Regions from separate parts of the Mus musculus genome. Here region 1 is linked to region 2. A link is a contact called in public Hi-C data. All regions are on one chromosome and are shown on one strand. The core of a region is the stretch at or near the end of the contact, and the rest is flanking DNA. Distances in the headings are between cores, read along the strand shown. Region 1 overlaps Slc4a4 (solute carrier family 4 (anion exchanger), member 4). Region 2 overlaps Dck (deoxycytidine kinase).

What was found. Hi-C and Micro-C count contacts between places; a contact is called where the count stands out from the background.
Region 1: a Hi-C map of uterus shows a contact between it and region 2, with 7 times the contacts expected there. The contact joins two enhancer-like sites. A contact is called at or near these places in 9 of 484 Hi-C or Micro-C datasets (brain, cerebellum, cortical neurons and 3 more) and 1 of 9 other capture datasets (embryonic stem cells).

Annotation. Positions count from the first base shown.
Region 1 is chr5:89,142,796-89,148,956 of GRCm38.p6, forward strand. All of the region lies in intron 13 of Slc4a4 (solute carrier family 4 (anion exchanger), member 4), which reads left to right. Among named protein-coding and RNA genes, the nearest start is that of Gm35855, 80 kb to the right of the region's middle. Within about 2 kb of position 4,801, at least 29 of the 459 cell types and tissues checked have an H3K27ac peak or open chromatin away from gene starts, as enhancers often do. A contact at or near this core is called in uterus, where this site is marked.
Region 2 is chr5:88,780,413-88,787,536 of GRCm38.p6, forward strand. It overlaps Dck (deoxycytidine kinase), which reads left to right. Exons shown (of 7, transcript NM_007832.4): 7 at 808-2,865. The coding sequence ends at 834. Among named protein-coding and RNA genes, the nearest start is that of Dck, 19 kb to the left of the region's middle. Within about 2 kb of position 4,874, at least 5 of the 459 cell types and tissues checked have an H3K27ac peak or open chromatin away from gene starts, as enhancers often do. A contact at or near this core is called in uterus, where this site is marked.

The sequences.
Region 1 (6,161 bases), core at 3,551-6,050, 360 kb after region 2:
TTATTAGAAAGATTTTGTCAGCTTTGTTTGTTTGATGATCAGAAAATTAAAGCCATTTGGATAAGATAGGGCATCACAAATGATGCTAAAGTAAAAATGTATCATTTTTAGCTTATGGCTATTTTGAAAATAGCTTCTCCAATATGACATTTTCATTATATCTTTTCATACATATTGCAAAATATACATTCACAGGTAGATAAACATGTAGGATATTATGTAAATGAGGTTATATATTCATATTTTGTGGGCATTTCCTACTTTAATAGGTTCTTTAACATAATTCTAGTGGCTATCACATGATATATGCACTATAATTTATTTAATAAACTTATATTCTCAGTTTGTCCCACTTTTCTCTTTTATAAAGAATACTGTGATCATCAACTATATATTTATTGTTTATAATTTTCTCCCTAAGGTAAGTCCCTAGCAAAATTATTGTGCAATATATTGATTATAGTTGTTATTTATTTCAAATCATACTCACAAAGATTATCCTAATTCATATTTCTACCAGTAGTGGGCAGGAGTTCCCACTTGCCCACCTTTTCACCCTAGATTCTCACTTTCGTTATGCTGTGTATTGAAAAAGAATGGCTTGCTTTGATTTGCTCTCACTCCTGTTGTTTTAATGAGCCTGGGTATTCGTCCACATTGACACCGACCGTCCATCCTTCCCTGTGCTTGTATTCTTGCTATATTCTCCTTTGGAGACATTTAATTTCTCTTCTTAACTCCCTGTATAATAATGGTGTTTTCCTTTACTTATTTGGCAAAGATTTACTAAGTGTTTTTCTAATGCCACTATGTCTTTTAACTGTATGTGTGGCGTCTCTGGCTGTACAGATTTTAACTTTAGCACTCAAGCCTTCCCCTGCCCTTGTTTCTTGTTTGCACGCTATATTTAAAGAGGCTTCCCCTCCCAAAGATTAGAAAAATATTTCCCCACATACTTCAGCTCTTTTATGTTCTCGTTTAATTGTTTTGTACATCTGGAATTGATTTTTTTGTGTAGTGTTAGACTAGAATTGGGTGTTTCACATACATGTTCACAGCTCTTCAAAGAACAGAAGGCGTCTCTATCTTGCCCCTCATTCTATTCCCCGAGAGTTCAAACTCTCTTGCTGATGTCCTGGGCTCACGGTTTTTTTCTCAGAGATATAGTTTGACTTCCCTGATTATTTAGTTCCTGCTGCCAGTGTGACCTGAAATCTTGTTTATGACAAGCATAACAGCAGGGGGCATGACCATGCTGATCTTGGGTGCTTCCTTTGTCCAGGACAGAGGGTGAAGTGCCTCATTGTGGGATTAAAAACAAAGGCTCTGCAGCCACCCTTCCCCCATTGTGGATGTGTGGTGCGAGTAACCAGCTCTTACTCTCTTGTGAAGGAGGAAGGGAGATGTCCAATGGGTGTACCTCAAACTTGGACCTCAGGAGAATCACCTGGGAGCTCTGAAAATTCATTCTCTAGGCTTCATCTCCTGTCGTTTTGCAGAGATACCTACTTAACTGCTCTGTGTGAATATGAAGGATGAGTATATAACAAACAAATCAACACATATGAACTTTCTCAAATAATTCTCATGTGACCTGAATTTGACCTCAATACTTGCATTCTTTCTTTCCTTAAATTTTTTTTCTTTATTTTTAATGTGTGTGTGTGTGTGTGTGTGTGTGTGTGTGTGTGTGATCCTACGTGTGCCCAGTGTCTGCAGAGGCCGGGGGGGGGGGTATTTCTTACCCACTGAAACTGGAGTTACAGAAAGTCGTGAGGCACCGTGTGGGTTCTGGGAATTGAATCCAGGCTTTCTGCAGAAGCAAATGTGTGTTCTTAACTGCTGGGCTGCTTCTCCCGTCCCACTGTGTCATTCTTAACTTACTTTTAATAATAGGATTTAGCTTCTGCTGGGACACGACATTAAAATCCATACAGGTCTCAGCACTCAGAAGGTGAAGGTAGGCATGAGATTGATTTCAGCCTAGACAACAATGAAGTCAGGCTGAGCTACAAACCAAGACCTTTGCTTCAACACACACACACACACACACACACACACACACACACCAGTAAACATTGCAGTTGAGCTGGATTTGCCTTACTGTTTCTTGTGGCATCAGCTGCTTGGTTTCTTTTCCTTGGCTAAACTTCAGATTCAAGGACTCATCTACATAAATTCAATTTTATTATTCGGCAGGCTGTACCGTTCATATAACTCATCCCAAACATGAGCTAAATTTTCTCTTTATGAATAGAAAATAAAAGAAAAAAATTTAAAGCTTATCATATCACAGTGATATTGGTGAATAGCACTGTCATTGAATACAACTGAAATATTTTCTAAGTTCTACTAGTTTGCAAATTGTCTAAGAAACTGAAAATCTGGTGTTTTTCTTAGCCTTTATGCTGTTTCTTCCCTTTCTCTTATGGCTGCCAAGCAAGCCCTCTTTTACAGGCTAACAATTGTGAACCAAAACAATATGGTCCTCACTAAAACAGGATATTAAGTCACAAACGTTATTTTGTGGTGTCATGTCAAGATATATTACCATGAGGTCAAGGCATCTTTAATGTCTAATGTCCAACTCTCCTGAGCCCTTGCTTTACGTTGCCATGGGGATAGTGCCACTCACAGTAGTTTAAAGTCACGAAATGCTGACCTTTCAACTCAGCTGCATTTGAACATTTCTTTTGACTCTTCCTCCTATGGTTTATATTTCTGTATGCTTGATTTTGAAGGTTTGAGACACGTTCTACTTTTTCTGGCTGTTTTGAGAAGCAGAGGCTATCTTGGGTTAAATTTCACACCCTCATGCAAGCAGAGAAACAGTTGCAAGTTGTTTTGTGTGAGAGTTTTGATTTGGATCCTGTAACATAAATAGATGGTTTTGTTTTTGGTTAGAAGCATCCATTTTAATGTAAGAATTAACTCTTTAGGCCATAGTGTTGCCCCCAAGGTATCTATATTTTAATGCAGAATTCAAGAGACCCTGCCCCGCCCTACTAAGGACTCATCTCTATTTAAGCCAGTCCTTCCAGCCTTCCTTCTTCCTGTTTTGAAGGTAAAAGAAGTAATAAGTCCTGAGTGTGATGAAGGGGGCGAGAAGGCACAGGGAAGAGACCTAATCTTACATATCTACTTCATGTTCCACTGTGCTGGGAGTTCTTTTCCATTTAATCCATCAGTTCGCAGCCTGTGGGTCATGACCCCTTTGAGGGTTGTGTATCAGATAGCCTACATATCAGATTGTTGCCGTAAATCTCCAATCCAAATATGCCCCGGCAATGAAAACACGACTCAATTAATATGAATACATGTTGTGTGCTTAGATTGGGCAGATCTACCGCTACACTACCATCTTCCACATCTAGAACTTGCAGTTTCTCCAGGCCATGTGCTTCTGCTCCACTTTTCTTCTTCTTCCTCCTCCTCTGCATCCTGCATATTCATTACAGGACATAACAGTGGCAACATTACAGTTATGAAGTAGTAACAAAACAATTGTATGGTTGGGGCAGGGAGTCGCCACAGCATGAGGAACTGTATTAAAGGGTTTCAGCATCAGGAAAGTTGAGAACCACTGCTCTGATCCAAGTAATGATCCAGCGAGGCAGCCATAGGTTTGGCAGAGAGATGCTTGGCTCTAGGGCAGTGACTAGTGGAGCTGATGTAAGCTCACATAGCCCTATGTCTGCAAGGTGCTGAGCCAGCTGGCTGAGAACTTAGGGATCAGCAAGCCCCATTTCTTTATCTTGTATCCAAATAAGCATGTTGCATATGAGAGGCTGCTGCTATTCACAAAGCTTTTAGCCACCAGAGACTGTGCTAGGCATGTCCCATATTCTGCCTGATCTAACATCCAGATTAGAGGTTACACTACAACTTCGATATAGCCTCTAAGGCACCTGGAGACTGTGAATGCAGAAGCCATTTCTCTGCTCTGTCACCTTTTATTTTATTACTTGAAAGAAGTGAAGTGACATTCTGAAGATCGTTGGGTCTCTCATGGCAGAACAGTCTAGACTCTGGATTTCCTGATTGCCAGCTGTCTGCCTCTACTACTGGTTCCTTGTAGGAATCCTCTCATAGTAAGGGTGTAAGGAGGAAGGCCAACCAAGAGTGTCAGGACAGTCTGTGTCCCCTCTTGTACCATGCCCCCAAGCCCTGCCAACTGCACCTTTGTAAAGTGCTAGGAAATTCTTTCCTTCTAGAAGTCAGATGTGGAAGTATCTCTAAGACTCATGACTGTTGACAAGACATGACTCAAAGAAGCTCTCTTTTAAAATTCAGTAGTGGCAAACACTGGATAGGATAAATCTGAAAAGGTGTTTACAGTGATTTGTTTTGTAAGTTCCACTGACCTCTAGTTACAGTTAACGTTATTCATTGCCTCGGATTATTTAAGAAAATAAATAAATCTGGGTCGTGAAGAGGAACCTATCAAAATGTGGTGAAAATGGTTCTTTTCTCAGAACTGCTGGAAGCCTCTCTCGGTGTAAGCAAGTTTCCAGTGCAGTGTGTGTAATGAATCACCTGTCTCTGCTTCAGAATTGTCAGCCACAGAATGGAAAACTAGCACTTACGGAGGGCTCAAGCACTGCAATAAAAATAATCTGCCTTTGAGTCATCACGTGGCTTCCATAAATCACCGTGGTTTTCTGGAAGAAACGGGTTGCCGTCATTACTAAATGAGCAGCCAGGGCTCTTGACCTTTGATAAGGAGACCTAGGGTGTCACTTGGGTGTGTCTTTGGTTCCTTCAGCACTAGCTGAGAGCCTGCAAAGCTCGTGGAGGGATGGTGGGCAGCAGGATGGGAGGAGAAACAGAAGATGCAAGGAGACTCTGTCCCTGTCCTCCCAGAGATTGATGGCTCTGTCAAGCCAAGCGGAGGATCGGAAATCTCTACTTCCTCCTTTCCGATTTTACACCCTGCCTTACGCCCAGCCTGAGCCGTGTTTTGGTCCTATGCTACGGACATAGGGGTTCTTTGTGTTTGATGGAGTAGGATACAGTCTCTTTGTCTATTAAATACACTTAGACTGTGTCATAAATGACACATTTTATACTACCTTGTAAGTGGGTCATCTGGTCAATAGAATCATTTAAAATTCTTAGCTTTTCTGGCAATTTCCCTATCTAGGATTTCCCACACTTTTAATACTTGCAAAGAGTGATGTGTGGTTAGATGGGCACACACATCCAATAGCTCTTATCCACAGTGCAGGCACATCGCTTAACTCACCTGAATGTCACAATGTCAACAAGCAAGAAATCAGGGCAGTATTATATGGGGGCACAGGGGACCCTTTCAGGCTTGTCCATCGCTCCTGCCAGATTCTGTACTCTCCACAACATGATTAAGGGAGGTCGTTTTGTAAGTTAGTGATTCTTTTGTATATTGCTTCCTGTTGTGCTAAAGGAAAAGAATGAGTTCATGTTCAAAGATGTCAATAAAAGCTTTAGCTAGATATATGTCTCTGCACAGTTATTGTCTCTGACTATAAAGTTTCTTGAAGTTTTTGTGCAGTTTGCATTGGAATATGTGTTGGCACTGAATGACAATCGTCATTGTCCAGCAGCAGCAGCAGCAGCAGCAGCAGCAGCAGCAGCAACATCAGCAATTTTTTTTTTACTTTTTTTTTTTACAATTGGTGGCTTAAATTGCAAATGGCCAACTGAGAGTTATTGGCAGTTAATGGTTTCTGGGGGAGGAAGAGTCAGTTTTCCTCTGGAATGTGGCCTCTGCAAGGTTGCTCATATTCCAGTAGATAGCCCTTTATATTCACGAACACATATGCAACACGTACTGGACTTAGTGGGTTATGAAGAGAAAAAGAAGAGAGGGGATATTAAGTTGGGAGGTGTTATGGAGGCTGCTGGTGTCTAGGAGAGATTCAGTATGGTGAAATGGGATAGATATAATCAAAATGTGTGTATACACATATAAAATGAAAACAGACATGAAATAATTGTTAAAATGGCATCGCTGTCTTTGTCCCCTTCATTCTCAGCCTCCACCTTTCAAATATTCTCTGTTAGGAAAAAAAAGGGGCTTTTTGCTTAGATTGTACTTACTCAAAAGTACTGACTAAGTGCAAGTTATAATGGCACTAAAGCAAACAATGAAGAAACAAAAGGGAAAAAATAGATTAAAAAAA
Region 2 (7,124 bases), core at 3,624-6,123:
TATTCTTTTTAAAGTTAGTAATCCTGGACTCTAGAGGAGCATTTTTATAAGGCACCACCCTTTACCTTCTAAGGAGAATTTATAGCCTAGAGCGGAGAATGAGAGTCATGCATTTAGTCTTTATCTGCTGGCTAGGTTTACTCAGAATGCAGTAAGTTTTGCTTTGTCTATGGACTAACATTCCAGAAATTTATGCCTTGGGGCTAGAGAGATACCTCAGTAGTTTAGAGTTGGATTCCCAGCACCTGGGTGCTGACTTAGAGCTGGCTGTAACTCCTGTTTCAGGGAATCAGACACCCTCTTCTAGGTTCTCCTGGCCCCAGGCATGTATGTAAAACATATACATGCAAACGAAATATTCTCACATAAATACAAAATAAAATAAATTATGCCTTAGTACTGCAGATTTAAATGTTTGAATTGCAAAGGTGTTTAATATCTCATAAGTATCATTATTAAAGCTGTATATATCATAGATTTGTTATTTATTAAACTGTACATATGTACATATACATATAGACTATAAAACTAGTGTTACAGGTCTTTTAGAATTGTATCAATCTTTTTAAAATTACATCAGCCTTAATGTACATATACATATAGACCATAAAACTAGTGTTACAGGTCTTTTAGAATTGTAGCAGTCTTTTAAAACTTAAATGTAAATTAACAATTTTAGGTTATTCAACCTACTACTGAAATACTTAGTATTTATATAGTTGGGGTATTCAGCTCTTCTGTACTCTTAATTGAAGATGAATATTAGATATGAAATTAACTGAATGAATTGTTTTTTTTTTCCTTCAGGTCAAAGAATTTCTGAGTACTTTGTGATTGTACAGGAGCCAGCGGCAATAGAACGTTTCCGGATACTTCCTGCAGTTTTGTGTACTGCCATTGCTTGATATTCATACAAAAGTCTTTACAAGTGTCAAGTTTTTAAACCAGTTTTGTTTTAAGGAAAGCCCTTTTCTTTATGTATACATATATATATAGTTTATTTAATATTTGCAATCATATGTAAAACTTGTGTCCCTCCCGGTCTTCCTTCCACAGTTTTAAATAAACCAGGTGTGAATCTCTTACAGCAGGGAGTCTGGAGGTAGATTTTTCTTAGCATCAGGGCAGTGAGTGGATAAACTGTTCTAACAGGCCAGCCTTCTCTGCCTTCTCACTTGTCATCCTGAGTGGGTTAACATGTTTTCATTGTGTCTTTGCTTCAGAGGTTGACCAATTTCGTCCCGGGACACTTGACCATTCCGTGTAGAGGATGTGTGTCTTCTGTGAGTTGGTATACTTAGGACAGGCTGAGAAGTGGGGAGTCCCTGGGAGAGGGATGCTGAAGTGTTTGCTTGGTTTCCTTCCTGGTCCCTTTGGTAGTGTTGGAGATTGAAGCCAGGGTCTCTCGAGCTGGGGAACCTCTACAGAACTGTCCCCAGCCCTTTTGTTCTAATCAAGTGCCTCTCCTGCTCTACTTAGTGTTGATAAGACCATGTTAGCGTCACCACAGTAATGTTTACTACTGTGTCCGTGCTGTGTTTGTAGAGGAGGAGGCTAAACTCTTCCCAGTTTGGTAATGGTATAATTACTTCATAAATCTTTTCATCTTTAATCTGTCTGGGATAAGAACTCTGTATTTATGTGAAATTTTGGACCAGAAGAAATCTTTAAGAGGTAGCTAAGAAGTTTATTACATGAGTATAAAGCTTCATTAAGATAGCTACTGCTTTTCTCGGACTACTGCAGTTAAAATGCTTGTTTATGTTTCTTTTTTTAAGACAGGGTCTCTCTACATACCCCTAGCTGTCCTGGAACTCACCATGTAGGCCATTCTGGCCTGGCCTTGAACTCACAGAGATCCACCCACCTCTGCCTCCCTCCCCACTCCCACTGCTCAGATAAGGTGTGCAGCATCACGCCTGACTCGGAGGTTTTTGAAATCACTTGAAGTGCAAGTACAGATTTTTCCATTTTTCTTTTAGTTTCCTAACTAAATTTCTTTTAGTTTTCATGTAAAATGAGGATAGAACATGCCAAGGTTTTCCATTTTTCCCCATGGGCCCTGAGTTGATAATGAGTGGTCTCTCTTTAGCTTTGTATGAGGTGAGACACTGAGAAGCCTAGGCGGGCTGTTCAGCCCCGCCCAGCCCCGCCTCCATCACCTGGCAGACACTCTCCCTTTTCTGTCTGAAGTTAGAAGGCAGTCTGCTGACTTGGGATTTAAGTCACATTTCTGCTGAGAGTGCTGTGGTCACACTGTGCTTCATAGTTTGCTTGCTTTGTAGAATGTTTCTTAACGTTTTTGTAGTTAAATACAAATTCCTGATAAAACATTTTTTCATTGCATATATTGTATCATGGGAATGTTACAATTTTGTTGAACTAGGAAATAAAATTAACAAATACCAGGAGGCTCAAAGCCCCCATTAATAATGCCCGTTTCTCTAGACAGCTTTCATATTTAGTTGTAAAGTAAGCTTATATATAATTAACAACGTTTTGTTTTTTAATTATTGTTTTTTGTCTGCTGTTGTTTTTAAAGTTAAAATGTATATTGTTTTTACCAAGTAGTTGACCTTTCTAATTCATATTAGGAAAAATGTATAATTTCTTGAAACAAAGAATTACATTTGTTTTGAAACTATAATTATTCTTTCTAAAATATTACCTTTTATTTTTGGTTTCTTATTCAAAGATGATAATTGAGTGGATTAGCACGGATCTTTGAAAAGATGATTGAATTTCAAGTCTGTAATAACCATAGCTTGTTTTGTGATATTGTTTTTTTGTTGTTGTTGTTGTTTGATATAAATAAATTTACGAACTTAAATATATATGTCAATAAATGAATTTAAATTTCTTGAACCTTTCTGAGACTTTAAAATTTTCTGAAGCAGGAGTCATCTGGTTATTTATCTTCTTGGAATGTCCGGACTTTGCATTTTCCAGTTAAGTCTGTGATCCATTTTCATTGTTGTGAGATATCAGGTTTGTTGTGGATTGGTGTGTGCACATGGCCTGTGTGCCTGCTCCAGCCCCGACTTTGCTCAGCTTTCGGGAGAGAACTGACTCTGCAAGCCTTTCCCTAGACCCTGGCTGTTGTATTTACCTAGTCTTGCCAACACTGCTGACTGTTCCTGGTAGCTTTGCAGTAATCCAGGTGACTAATGCTTACAAGGCTTGGCTTTGCGCTAGGCTGGCCTGGAACTCAGTCCTGCTCCAGAGTCCTTGGGGCTGGGCTACAGCTGTGCACCACCGTGGTTAGCTTCTTTTCAGTGTTGAGTTGGGCAATGCTCAGACCTTTCGTTCCCTATGACAGCATTAGAATCAGTTTGCCAGGAGCCGCAGAAGACCCAGCTGACGGTATTCACTGGCATTTTGTCGGGTCTATAGAACAAGCCGGGACGCTCCAACATTTGGATACTCGAAGAGTTTTGTTTTGCTGTCAGTGAACATTGAATATCGTTTCATTTATTTACTTCACTGACGTCTTCAAAGGTGTGTCCTTTTTTTCCATATAGATCATGCAGATCTTGTATGCATTTTTGTTTTATGCCTAAGTGGTAATGCATTTCGTGTTACTAACTTTACATCCTGCAAAATTCTGTATTCTAGATTCTTGTTTCTGTTGTTTTTCTGTCCGAGTGATCTTGCTGTGGACAGAGACTTTTTTCTGTCATTCCTTCCAACGAAGGTACCTTTTCTTTTTGTATTAGTACATTAGGTAGGACTTTGAGAGAGATGTTGAAAACAAACCATGGTACGAGGAGATCGTCGAGCCTTGTTCCCGATCCTACCAAGTAAGCTGTAGTTTCTTCCCACTAATGCAATATTAATTGTTGCAGCTTTAAAAAAAGGAAGGAAATTAATTTGTGGTAGCCTGTATAAACCTAGAGGACACTTTACTTAGTGAAATAATTTAGTTACAAAAGGATAGATACTATATGATCTTTATACAGAGTCTAAAACATCCTGGGTGGCCAATTGTGATCACTTGAGAATAAGAAGATGCTAGTCAAACGGTACAAAGTTTGGTTAGGAGGAACAAGTTTTGTGAGATGGGTCACAACATGGTGACTATGGTTAGTAATGTGTTCTTTTTATTTATTTACTTATTTAGATATATAAGTACACTGTCGCTGTCCTCAGACACACCAGAAGAGGGCATCGTGTCTCATTTCAGATGGTTGTGAGCCACCATGTGGTTGCTGGGAATTGAACTCAGGACCTCTGGAAGAACAGTCAGTACTCTTAACTACTGAGCCATCTCTACAACCCCAATATTCTTTAAAAAAAATCTTTTTATAAGTTTATTTTCTCATAGATTCCATCCTGACACAGTTTCCTCCACACCCCCCCTCCCCCCGGGCCTCACCTCCTCCATCTTTTTTTAGAATTTTATTTATTTTTGTTGTTTTTGAATGTGTATGTGCGTAACTGAATATATTTTAGTGTTCCACGTGCATGTAGGTTTCCTAGAAGACCAGAAGAGGGCATCTGATCCCCTGGAACTGGAGTTAGAGGCAGTTGTGAGCTGCCAGATGTGCTGGCTGCTGGGTCCTCTGGGAGAGTGACACCTGCCAAGTCATTTCTCCAAGCTCCAATAATGTATTTTTAAATACTAAGTAAGTTGTAAGCATCCTCAACCACCAGACATGATATTTGAGATCATAATTAGCTAGCTTTAACCATGTTACATATCATGACAAAAATTACACTTCAGAATTATATATAAAAACTTATATAAACTTTAGTAGTTTCCTTTCTATTGCTGTGATAAAATTACCCAGACAAAAAGCAGCTTAGGGGAGGACGTGTTTATTTTGGCTCACAATTAAGATTCTAGTCTCTGCAGTAAAGACAGCACCAAGAGCTTGAGACAGCTGGTCCCATCATGTCCACAGACCTAGAGATGGGACCACTCTTTGTTCCTACTTTGCTTGCTGCCTGGGCAGAGGAAGGCTGTCCTGTGAGATTTTATAATCAAATGCCTCAAGTGTGGAAGGACAGAAGAATTTTCTGTCTCCCAGTACTAAAAGTCTCCCTATTTTCATTTACTAAGGGAGTGACTAGCCCAACGAGCAGTGTGAACCCAGGAGACTGGGCGTAATGTGACGCAGACTCAGGCTGTAGTAGTTACTTTTGTGTCACTGTGACCAAATGCTTATTTCTCAGTGTCAGAGAGTCCAGGCCATGGTCATTTGGTTCCTGGGCAGAACATTGTGTGTGTGGCAGAGGAGAGCTATTTACGGCTAACCACAAACCTGTGGGTGTTACAAGAAGGGCCACAGATAATATACAAGGCCCCATTCCCAGAGACCTTTCTTTAGCCAGATCCCACATTCTAACGTTTACATAATCTCCCAAAGAATGAGTAAGACCTCACTCTCTGTTCCCAGGCTGGCCTGGAACTCGGAGATCTTCACACCCTGAGTTCTGGGATTGAAGGTGTGTTCCACCAAGCCTTGATAGGACCAAGCATGAATTTGTGGGAGTACATTTCAGATTCAAAAGAACATCCTTAGACCCCGAAGACTCAGGACTGCTTAATATGGAAAGCCTAAGCAATCGGAAACTAGCAAGAATGAAAGGTAATCATCGCCCCCAAAAGCCAAGCCCAGGGCCAGACGGATTCAGTTTTGAATTTTACCAGATGGATAAAGAATTAACAAATGCTGACACTCTGAAAACTGTTTCGTAAAACGCAAAGGGAACGCTTCTAAGGTCTCTCAATGGAACCAATACTTCCCTGATACCCAAACCAGGTAACACAACGAGGTGGGACAAGGAAAACATTGCTGGTGACCAGTTTCCTTAGCAAATATAAATAGCTATAGTCACAGGGACTGTGGTATGGACATAAAAACAGACACATGGACTGATAGGAAGAGAAAAGACCCAGAGATAGCTCACAGATGAAATGACTTTCACATGATCAAGAACCTTCTGAAGCCAACCTCTTCAACAAAGGATGCTTGAAAATGTGGACATTCACATGTAGAAGGCTTAGATCCCCGTCCCTCCCCCTGAACAAAATCTACTCAAAGTAATTAAAAACCCTTAATGAAACGCGGAAACTACTCATAGAAACAGGCACAACATTTCAAGATACAGATTATGAGTTGTTTTTGAGGCAGTGTCTGCTATGTAGACCGGGCTGGTCTCAAACTCAGTCTTCTTGCTTTAGCTTACGAAATGTTGAGATAGATTCCAGGAGATGAGTGTCATCGTGCATAGAGAGGCTATGGTCTGAAAGGGACAGTGCACCAGAATGTAACAAAGTTGACAAACATGATGAAATTAAACTGAAAGGCTGCTGCATAGAAGAGACATTACCAGAGCGCATGTGGCCTGTAGCATGGGAGATCGTTCCCAGCTGTTCTGACGTGAGAGTAATAGAATATACAGACTTAAAACTAAATACCTAAGGAACAAAGATTTTAATCATTAACGAGCAGCTGCATGGAGCACAGTTCTCAAGGTATGTAAATGGGGGCTGCAAAGATGGCTCACCAGCTAACAGTACTCGCTGTTGGACTTGGGTTTGACTCTTAGAACCCACGTGGTAGCTCATGGCTGGCTGTACTTCTGGTTCCAGGAACTTGACCTCCCCTTTTTGGCCTCAGTGTTTACAGGTGTGTGCATGTGTGAGCGCACACACACACATACAAACACACAAGCAAAATACCCATACACAAAAGATGTTTTTTAAGTGCAAATAGCCAATAAATACAAATAATCAATTTCCTTAACATAAAGGAAAAACTTAAAACTACTCTGAGATTCCATTTCACCCCAGTCTGTAGTAGCAGACAAGAAAGGTGGATCAGAATGGTGTAGGTTGGAGAAAACATACTGTTAGAATGTTCAGCTACTCCAGAAATCAGTGTAGGGGTCCTCAATACATTAGGAATAGAACTACCATCTGTTATTCTACTCCTGGCTGTCTACCCAAACGTCTTAAGTCAGGTACAATAGTGATGCTTGTACATGCACCTACCCTGCCCATCAATGGATGAGTAAATGTCATACAATAGAATTTTAGCGGTAAGGAAGACTCAGTCATTTGCTGGAAAATGGGTGGGACTATAGACCATCATACTAAGCAAAGTATGCCAGACTCA